Regions from separate parts of the Oryctolagus cuniculus genome. Here region 2 is linked to region 1. The links are chromatin contacts, called in public Hi-C maps. All regions are on one chromosome and are shown on one strand. The core of a region is the stretch at or near the end of the contact, and the rest is flanking DNA. Distances in the headings are between cores, read along the strand shown. Region 1 has its middle 68 kb from the start of PPP4R2. Region 2 overlaps GXYLT2 (glucoside xylosyltransferase 2).

Region 1 (3,988 bases), core at 258-2,757:
CTTGGTCTCTGACTACTATCCTGTTTTGTAAGATTTATATTATTTGAAGGCAGTGTGAGAGGGAGAGAATTTGTTAGTGGACACTCCCCAAATGACTGTAATGGGGCTGATGCAAGCAGAAGCAGGAACCTAGAACCGCACTGGGTTTCCCATAGAGGCGTCCAGCAGCTTTCCCTGGTGCATTAGCAGGGAGCTGGGTGGGAAGCAGAGCAGCAGGGACTGGAAACCATGCTCTGATATGGATGCTGGCGTTGCAGACTGGCATAACCCTCTGCACCACAATACCGGCCCCAGCTACTTTTCTGATGGGAAGAACATTCCCTTCTAGCAGTTGAGGAGCAGGTTTTTTGTTTTTTGTGAGAGTGCTAGCTCCCATCCACTAGTTCATTCAGTCTCAAAGACCGGTACCAGAAGAGAAACCTGCCAAAATGCAGCCCAGGTTACGCGGGAGTGACGGGGTCAGAGCTGAGTATTAGCCAGGCGTTCTGATGTGGGCTTCAGCATCTGTTACCATGTGTCTTTACTGCTACACTTAGTGCCTGCCCCAGCAAGACTTCCTCAGTTTAAAATCTATCCACAGAATTTGTTGTCTTCGGGCTTATTGATAAACTCTCAGGGCCTTTCTTCCCAAAGGAAGACAACACATTGTTTGAAAATGGGAAATAATCTGTACCAGTCTGCAGGCTCCAGTGTTTTGTTTTTTGTTTTGATTTGAGAGCTAGAGTTACAGTGACAGGGAGAGACAGAAAGGTCTTGCTTCCATTGGGTCACTCCCCAAATGGCCACAGCGGCCGGAGCTGCGCTGATCCGAAGTTAGGAGCCAGGTGCTTCTCTCACTCGGGTTCAGAGGCCCAAGCACTTAGACCATCTTCTGCTTTCCCAGGCCATAGCAGAGAGCTGCCAGGACTAGAGCTGGTGCCCATATGGCTCCAGTGTTGGCTCATCTCTAGGTTAGGCCAGCCCCTTGAGTGGCTTGTAGTCACAGCCAGAAGCAAGTGGGAGCACAATCTACTCCAGATTCCTCAGCCTTTCTGCTCTCGTGCTGACTTTGCCACAGGGACAGGGCCGTGTCATCCCAGAAAGCTTTCTTTGCTTCTGCTTTCTGGAGCTGGGAGCAGTGCACCTGCTGGTTTGCTCCTGTGTATACTGAACTGTCTCTCCTTAACCCAGTCTTTCTCAATGAATTTGTCCAGCTAGATACTTTGAACATATGCCTTATTTTTAACATTAAATTTATACCCAACAAAAAATTCAGATAAAACAAAATTGTAGATACCTACCTGTTCTTCTAAATCCCTGTCACACAGCCACCCTATTCCCCTGCCCCAAGCCAGTGAGGCATCGTGCTCCAGAGCAAGGATTTTGGAGGCAAGATCTCTGGGGTTTGAGTCCTAGCTCTGCCGTTTGTTGACTGATTTCTGCTTGGGTAAACCAGGTAGCTCCCTCCCAGAGCTGCCATGAGGATTAGTCATTAGGAGGAGGGTGTGGCAGATCAGGGGTGTCTGGCAGGCAGCATCTCCCAGCAACCTCTTGTACTGAGTCAGAGACACCTGCTCCTCCCCGCCTCCTTGTTACCATAGCGAATGCACACAGTATACATTGAGATGCACACTTGCCCTTTTCCCCTCCCCCCCTTTTAAAAATGTATTTATTTGAGAATCAGAGCCACACAGAGAACGAGAGGCAGAGAGCGTGAGCTGGTTTACTCCCCAGTTGGCCGCAATGGCTGGAGCTGAGCCTATCCAAAGCCAGGAGCCAGGAACTTCTGGGTCTCCCATGGGGGTGCAGGGGCCTAAGGATTTGGGCCGTCTTCTACTGCATTCCCAGACTACAGCAGAGAGCTGGATTGGAGTAAGTGGAGCAGCCAGGACTCAAACCAGCACCCATATGGGATGCCGGCACTGCAGGCAGTGACTTCACTTGCCACGCCACAGCGCCGGTCCCTTCCCTTTTATTTATTTATTTTTTGACAGGCAGAGTGGACAGTGAGAGAGACAGGTCTTCCTTTTGCCGTTGGTTCACCCTCCAATGTTGCCATTGTGGCCGGCGCACCGTGCTGATCCGAAACCAGGAGCCAGGTGCTTCTGGTCTCCCATGGGGTGCAGGGCCCAAGCACTTTGACCATCCTCCACTGCATTCCCAGGCCACAGCAGAGAGCTGGCCTGGAAGAGGGGCAACTGGGACAGAATCCGGCGCCCCAACCGGGACTAGAACTCCGCCGCAGGTGGAGGATTAGCCTATTGAACCGCGGCGTCAGCCCCCTTTTATTTTTATGATAATTCCAAATAGGTGCCTTAAGAGCTGCCCTGGTCATGTTGACAGCTCCCAGCCCCCCTTAAGCGACCTCATTGGCTCAGCATGACACTGGGATGTGCCCTTGCCATCCCTGGTCCCCCACCAACACCAACCACTGAACACTTCAGTGTTTCCCAGTGATGTATGCTACAGACATCCTTGTTCCCAGGGTGTGTTGGAGGGGAGAAGGGGCCGTTACCTGGCAGACAAACCATGAGCTGTATATTAAGCCATGTGAGCCAGTAAGATACACCATTATTTCGGATGAAACGAAGCCGCTGTTAAAATAGACATGTGCCTTAGTGACATTTGTGCAATGCGTGGACCAGTCACAAGTGTCTCAGCTTGACATTTGCATCTCTGCGGGATTTTGCACTCTGGCTTGTAATGGGGAACCATGCAGCAACCAGACCACAGCTTCCTCTTGGAGGTGTTTTCCTTTCTTTGGTTCTGCACAACTCTCAGAGTTGCTGTCCTTCCCTCAGCGGCCAAGATGGGCTCCACCAGTGTTGGCTTTTGCTCCTGGCTGCTGCTTCCAGGATTTGGGCAAGGATGTGCTGATATTGGGTGTCAATGTGGGATCCGTGAGTGCAGTGACTGTGAGCTGCTGTGGTCTGGTGCACCTGCAAGGCACGCCCCTCAAGCAGAATGAGGGCAACTGGAGCCAGCAGCCCTCGTAGCGACAGCGAACCATAGGAGTGGAGACACCCAGCCAGCTTTCTAAGATGAGCCAGGTCCCTCACCCAGAGCCCACAGCCAATGCAGGCAGAGATCTGCCCACAAGTTCAGCCCTGGAGATGCACCTGCCCCGGGGATCCAGCTGTTAGCAAGATAGATGAAAACAGAGGGGCCATGGTGGCACAGCAGGTTACATCGCCACCCCTGACACCAGCATCCTACATCGGAGCAGCTGCCCCACTTCTGATCCAACTCCCTGCTAATGTGCCCGGGAAAGCCACAGAGGATGGCCCAAGTGCTTGGGCACCTGCCATCCACGTGGGAGACAAGTACGGAATTCCTGGCACATGGCTCCTGGCTGTGGCCTGACCCAGCCCTGGCTGTTGCTCTCTCTGTTTCTCTGTCACTCTGACTTTCAAATAGAGAGTGGGTGCTGGCTGTCGTGTCGCCTGCCTCTCACCAGGGGCCTGACCACCTCTGCAGGTGTGCTTGTGTCCTAAGTGGGTTCTAATACTTGCATCTCCCTCTGTCTTTCTCATACACATGTGTTTCACTAGGAACCAGAAATGGTTTCTGAGTGATAGAGCTAAGTTGTTTCCCGTTGCCCCAGAGCCGATAGCAGACTGTTTTGAATATGTATATTTAGGAGTGTGCAGTCTCATTCCCTATGACTCCCATCCTTCATCCCTGCCCAGGAGCCTGGGGCATTGCTGAATAAGTCTATGAACAAGTGAGATCATGATATCTTCAATTTTTAAAATTAGAAAAGGTGAGGGGGAGAGAGAACTCTCATCTACTGGTTCGCTCTCCGAAGGCCTGCAATTTCCCAGGGCAGAACTGGGGGGGGGGGGGGACAGGACCTCAGTCAAGGTCTCCCGAGGGGGTGGCGTGAACAGATCGCTGGATGCATGGTGCATCTCTGCCTCCCAGGGTCCACACTAGCAGGAAGCTGGAGCTAGGCGTCCTCACTGCTCCATTTTTTAATTAGACTACTTAAAAAAAAAGATTTATTTAT
Region 2 (4,120 bases), core at 1,515-4,014, 120 kb before region 1:
AGAAGAAAAAGAGTAGAGATCTCCCATCTGTTGGTCCACTCCCCAAATGGCCGTAACAGCCAGAACGGGGCCAGGCTGAAGCCAGGAGCCAGGAACTCCAGCTGAGTCCCCCACATGGGTGGCAGGAGCCCATGTACTTGGGCCATCATCTGCTGCTTCCCAGGTGCACTAGCAGGGAGCTGGATCAGAAGAGGAGTAATGCTCCAATATGGGATGTGGGCATCTCAGGTGGCAGCTTAACCCTCCTGCCCCACACTGCTGACCCCAATATAATCTTTTTTTTTTTTTTTTTTTTTTTTTTTTTTGACAGGCAGAGTGGACAGTGAGAGAGAGAGACAGAGAGAAAGGTCTTCCTTTGCCGTTGGTTCACCCTCCAATGGCCGCCGCGGCCGGCGCGCTGCGGCCAGCGCACCGCGCTAATCCGATGGCAGGAGCCAGGAGCCAGGTGCTTTTCCTGGTCTCCCATGGGGTGCAGGGCCCAAGCACCTGGGCCATCCTCCACTGCACTCCCTGGCCACAGCAGAGGGCTGGCCTGGAAGAGGGGCAACCGGGACAGAATCCGGCGCCCCGACCGGGACTAGAACCCGGTGTGCCGGCGCCGCAAGGCGGAGGATTAGCCTAGTGAGCCGCCGCGCCGGCCCCAATATAATCTTTATGAGCAGTAGATGATCACTGTTTTCAGTTTGGTTTTCCTGGCTTATAAAATCCATTCCTCTAGTTGATGGGGAGAGAAAGGTAAATCCTGTGGCTATTCATGTAGGCACTGAAACTGCTGTAGTCTGAAATCCCTGGGATACCTGTGTCACATCTGACCCCTGCTCAGTGTTAAATGCTGGGGATCCCAATGGAGTGTTGTCTCAGTGTGCTTGGGTTCCAGTAATAGAATGCAGCAGAAATGGGTGTTGAGTGGCTAAGAGACCCATGTCTCATATTTGCAGTTCCTGGGTTTTGTTAGGAAACTGGTGTAGTTTTAGCCAGGTGGCCGCATGGCCCAGCTACCTGAGCTAGGCTCCACCCCCATCCTAATGGGATTCACTGCCCCTGCTTCCCTGCCCGCCCTCAGGCAAAGTTTTAAAAGGGCCTGTTCCTGAACACGTGCTCTCTTGGTTCTTCTCTCTTAGTTCTCCTCTCTCTTCTTCTCTGCTCTATCTTCTCTCCTTGCTAGCTCCTCTCCTCTCTGTTTCTCTCTTATATTCTCTTTCTCTCTTTTTCCTTCGCTGCCCCTTCACTCCGGTCTGTAGGGTGTTCCCCAATAAACCCTTTCCCTTACTCCGGTGTCCGGTGTGTTTTACGACGGCTAACATTAATATATAACAGGTTTGACTCCCAACTCTGGCTCCTGACTCTGACTTCCTGCCAGTGCAGACCCTGGGAGGCGGTGGTGATGACTCATCAGGTTTCTGCCCATCACGTGGGAGGGATACCTGGCTTGTGTCCCCAGCTTCTGGCTTCAGCTGCAGCCCAGCTCTGCCCATGTGTGGGCATTTAGGTAATGAAATAGCAAGTGGGAGCTTCCTCTGTCTAGCTCTCTGCCTCTCAAATGGAAAAAATAAAAAGTACAATAGACTGATTGCTTAAACCACAGATGTGTATGTTCCTTCCACTCTGGAGGCTGCAGGGCTGAGATCAGCATGCCAGCCAGGTTGGGTGAATGTCTCTTGGTGGCTTGCAGACTGCTTCCTCCCTGTTGTGTCCTCGCTCGGCAGAGGCAAACAGAAGACACTCTGTGTTGGTGTCCCAACTTGCAAGGACTCTATTCTTAAAGGGTGGCAGAGAAATTCTTGTTACCTCGGTTCTTTGTCTCACATGGAAGAAGAATGTCCAAGCGGACAGCAAAGGGATTTCAGAGTATTTGTTAGAATCAAAGACCTCCAGCCAGAGCAGCGCGGGACGGGGGCTTCCAAGAGAGGAAAACCCAAAGGGGATGGTGGCAGTACTAACTTTAAGTACAAACTTGACAATTAGATTGGCATTCAGTTACCAGGCGGGGACAAAAACCATCAAAAAACCTGATTTACAATTCTCCATCCTGTCTGGCCTGCTAAGGGTAGAGTTGATAACTTGTTTTCACAATAAGCTGTGGGCTCAGGAGGAGCTTCCTTACTATTCTCATGGTAAATTTGGAGATTCCAAAGGAAGGAGGGCAGCCTGTTTGTTCTTACTAAAGATAAGATTTTGGGGAAGGTAACAAATATTTTATATTCCAAATTCCATTGGGACCACCCTGACTATCTATTAACCCATCTGACTCCTCACACTATCTCCAAAGGGAGGGCTCCGCCCTCCTGACCTCAACCTAACCTGATTATTCCCCCATCTCCAAATGCCATCACCTTAGGGGCGAAGGCTTCTGTATAGGAATTTGGGGGTTGCAGGGACACAAGCATTCGATCCACAAGAAGTATTGCTGTGGTGTTGGGAAGAGGCTGGGCCCGGAAATCCAGGAAGACTCAGCCTGGGGGACAAAGGCAGAGCAAGGCGAGTGGCACTAGTCCTAGCTAAGGCTTTGATGCCTGTAGCTCCAGGGCAAAGCTCTGATCTGCTCAGCAGTTAGCTCCTGAGACCTTGTTTACCTAAGGTGGCTGGCTTGAATGATCAGCAGACCACAGCCAGTGAGTAAGAATGGCCTTTACCTTTCGAAGGGCTGAAAAAAATCCCACAAAGATTTTTTTGTGTCATCTCAAATGTCAGTGTCCCTAAGTGAAGTTTCATTGGCTCGCAGCCTCTCCCATTTGTTCAGGCTTGTCCAGGCATGCTAGCATGCTCCAGCAGCAGACTTGAGCAGTTGAAACAGAGCCCAAAATATTTACTCTCTGGCTCTTGAGAGGGAGAAGTCTGCCAATCCCTGTTCTCTACCCAAAGCGGCCAGTGACTTGCTTTGCTTATTCCCAAGTCCAAATTCTGACTAAAAAGATAACTTCAAAAGATGGAGTGTCATACCCATCAGCATGGATCCAGGGACAGACAGGACCAACCCTCAGAGCTGGGCAGGACCTGGTGTAGAGATTGTCTGTTTCAGGCTTTGAAATGCCAGACCTGGCTGTTCCAAGGTAAAAATAAGGGAGATAGGTGACTTAATTTGGAGGATGGAAGAAGAAGGAGCAAGGGCCATAGCAACTGGCTGATGTTTTTAGCTCTTTAAAAGTTTTATTTCTGGGGCTAGTGCTGTGGCGTAGTGGGTAAAGCTGCCACCTGCAGTGCCAGCATTCCATGTGGGCACTGGTTCGAGATCTGGCTGCTCCACTTCCAATCCAGCTCTCTGCTATGGCCTGGGAAAGCAGTGGAAAATAGCCCAAGTGCTTGGGCCCCTGCACCTGCATGAGAGACCTGAAAGAAGCTCCTGACTCCAAGCCGGCCCCGCGGCTCACTAGGCTAATCCTCCGCCTTGCGGCGCCGGCACACCGGGTTCTAGTCCCGGTTGGGGCACCGGATTCTGTCCCGGTTGCCCCTGCTTCCAGTCCAGCTCTCTGCTGTGGCCAGGGAGTGCAGTGGAGGATGGCCCAGGTGCTTGGGCCCTGCACCCCATGGGAGACCAGGAAAAGCACCTGGCTCCTGGCTCCTGCCATCGGATCAGCGCAGCTCGCCGGCCGCGGCGGCCATTGGAGGGTGAACCAACGGCAAAAGGAAGACCTTTCTCTCTGTCTCTCTCTCTCACTGTCCACTCTGCCTGTCAAAAAAAAAACAAAAAAAAAAAACACAGAAGCTCCTGACTCCTGGCTTCGGATCGGCGCAGCTGCAGCCGTTGGACCCATCTGGGGAGTGAACCATCGGATGGAAGACCTCTGCTTCTGCCTCTCTGTAGCTCTGACTTTGAAATAAATAAATCTTTTTTTTTTTTTTTTTTTTGACAGGCAGAGTGGATAGTGAGAGAGAGAGACAGAGAGAAAGGTCTTCCTTTGCCGTTGGTTCACCCTCCAATGGCCGCCACGGCTGGCGCACCGCACTGATCCGATGGCAGGAGCCAGGTACTTCTCCTGGTCTCCCATGGGGTGCAGGGCCCAAGGACTTGGGCCATCCTCCACTGCACTCCCTGGCCATAGCAGAGAGCTGGCCTGGAAGAGGGGCAACCAGGACAGAATCTGGCGCCCCGACCGGGACTAGAACCCGGTGTGCCGGCGCT

Evidence for each region. A called contact is a pair of places that touch in the nucleus more often than the background predicts.
Region 2: a contact with region 1 is called in a Hi-C map of liver, with 5 times the contacts expected there. The contact joins two enhancer-like sites. A contact is called at or near these places in 3 of 6 Hi-C or Micro-C datasets (ear pinna, liver and an unstated tissue).

What each region holds. Positions count from the first base shown.
Region 1 is chr10:76,177,955-76,181,942 of mOryCun1.1, reverse strand. No RefSeq gene overlaps it. Among named protein-coding and RNA genes, the nearest start is that of PPP4R2, 68 kb to the left of the region's middle. Within about 2 kb of position 1,507, at least 1 of the 8 cell types and tissues checked has an H3K27ac peak or open chromatin away from gene starts, as enhancers often do.
Region 2 is chr10:76,302,120-76,306,239 of mOryCun1.1, reverse strand. All of the region lies in intron 3 of GXYLT2 (glucoside xylosyltransferase 2), which reads left to right. Among named protein-coding and RNA genes, the nearest start is that of PPP4R2, 56 kb to the right of the region's middle. Within about 2 kb of position 2,764, at least 2 of the 8 cell types and tissues checked have an H3K27ac peak or open chromatin away from gene starts, as enhancers often do.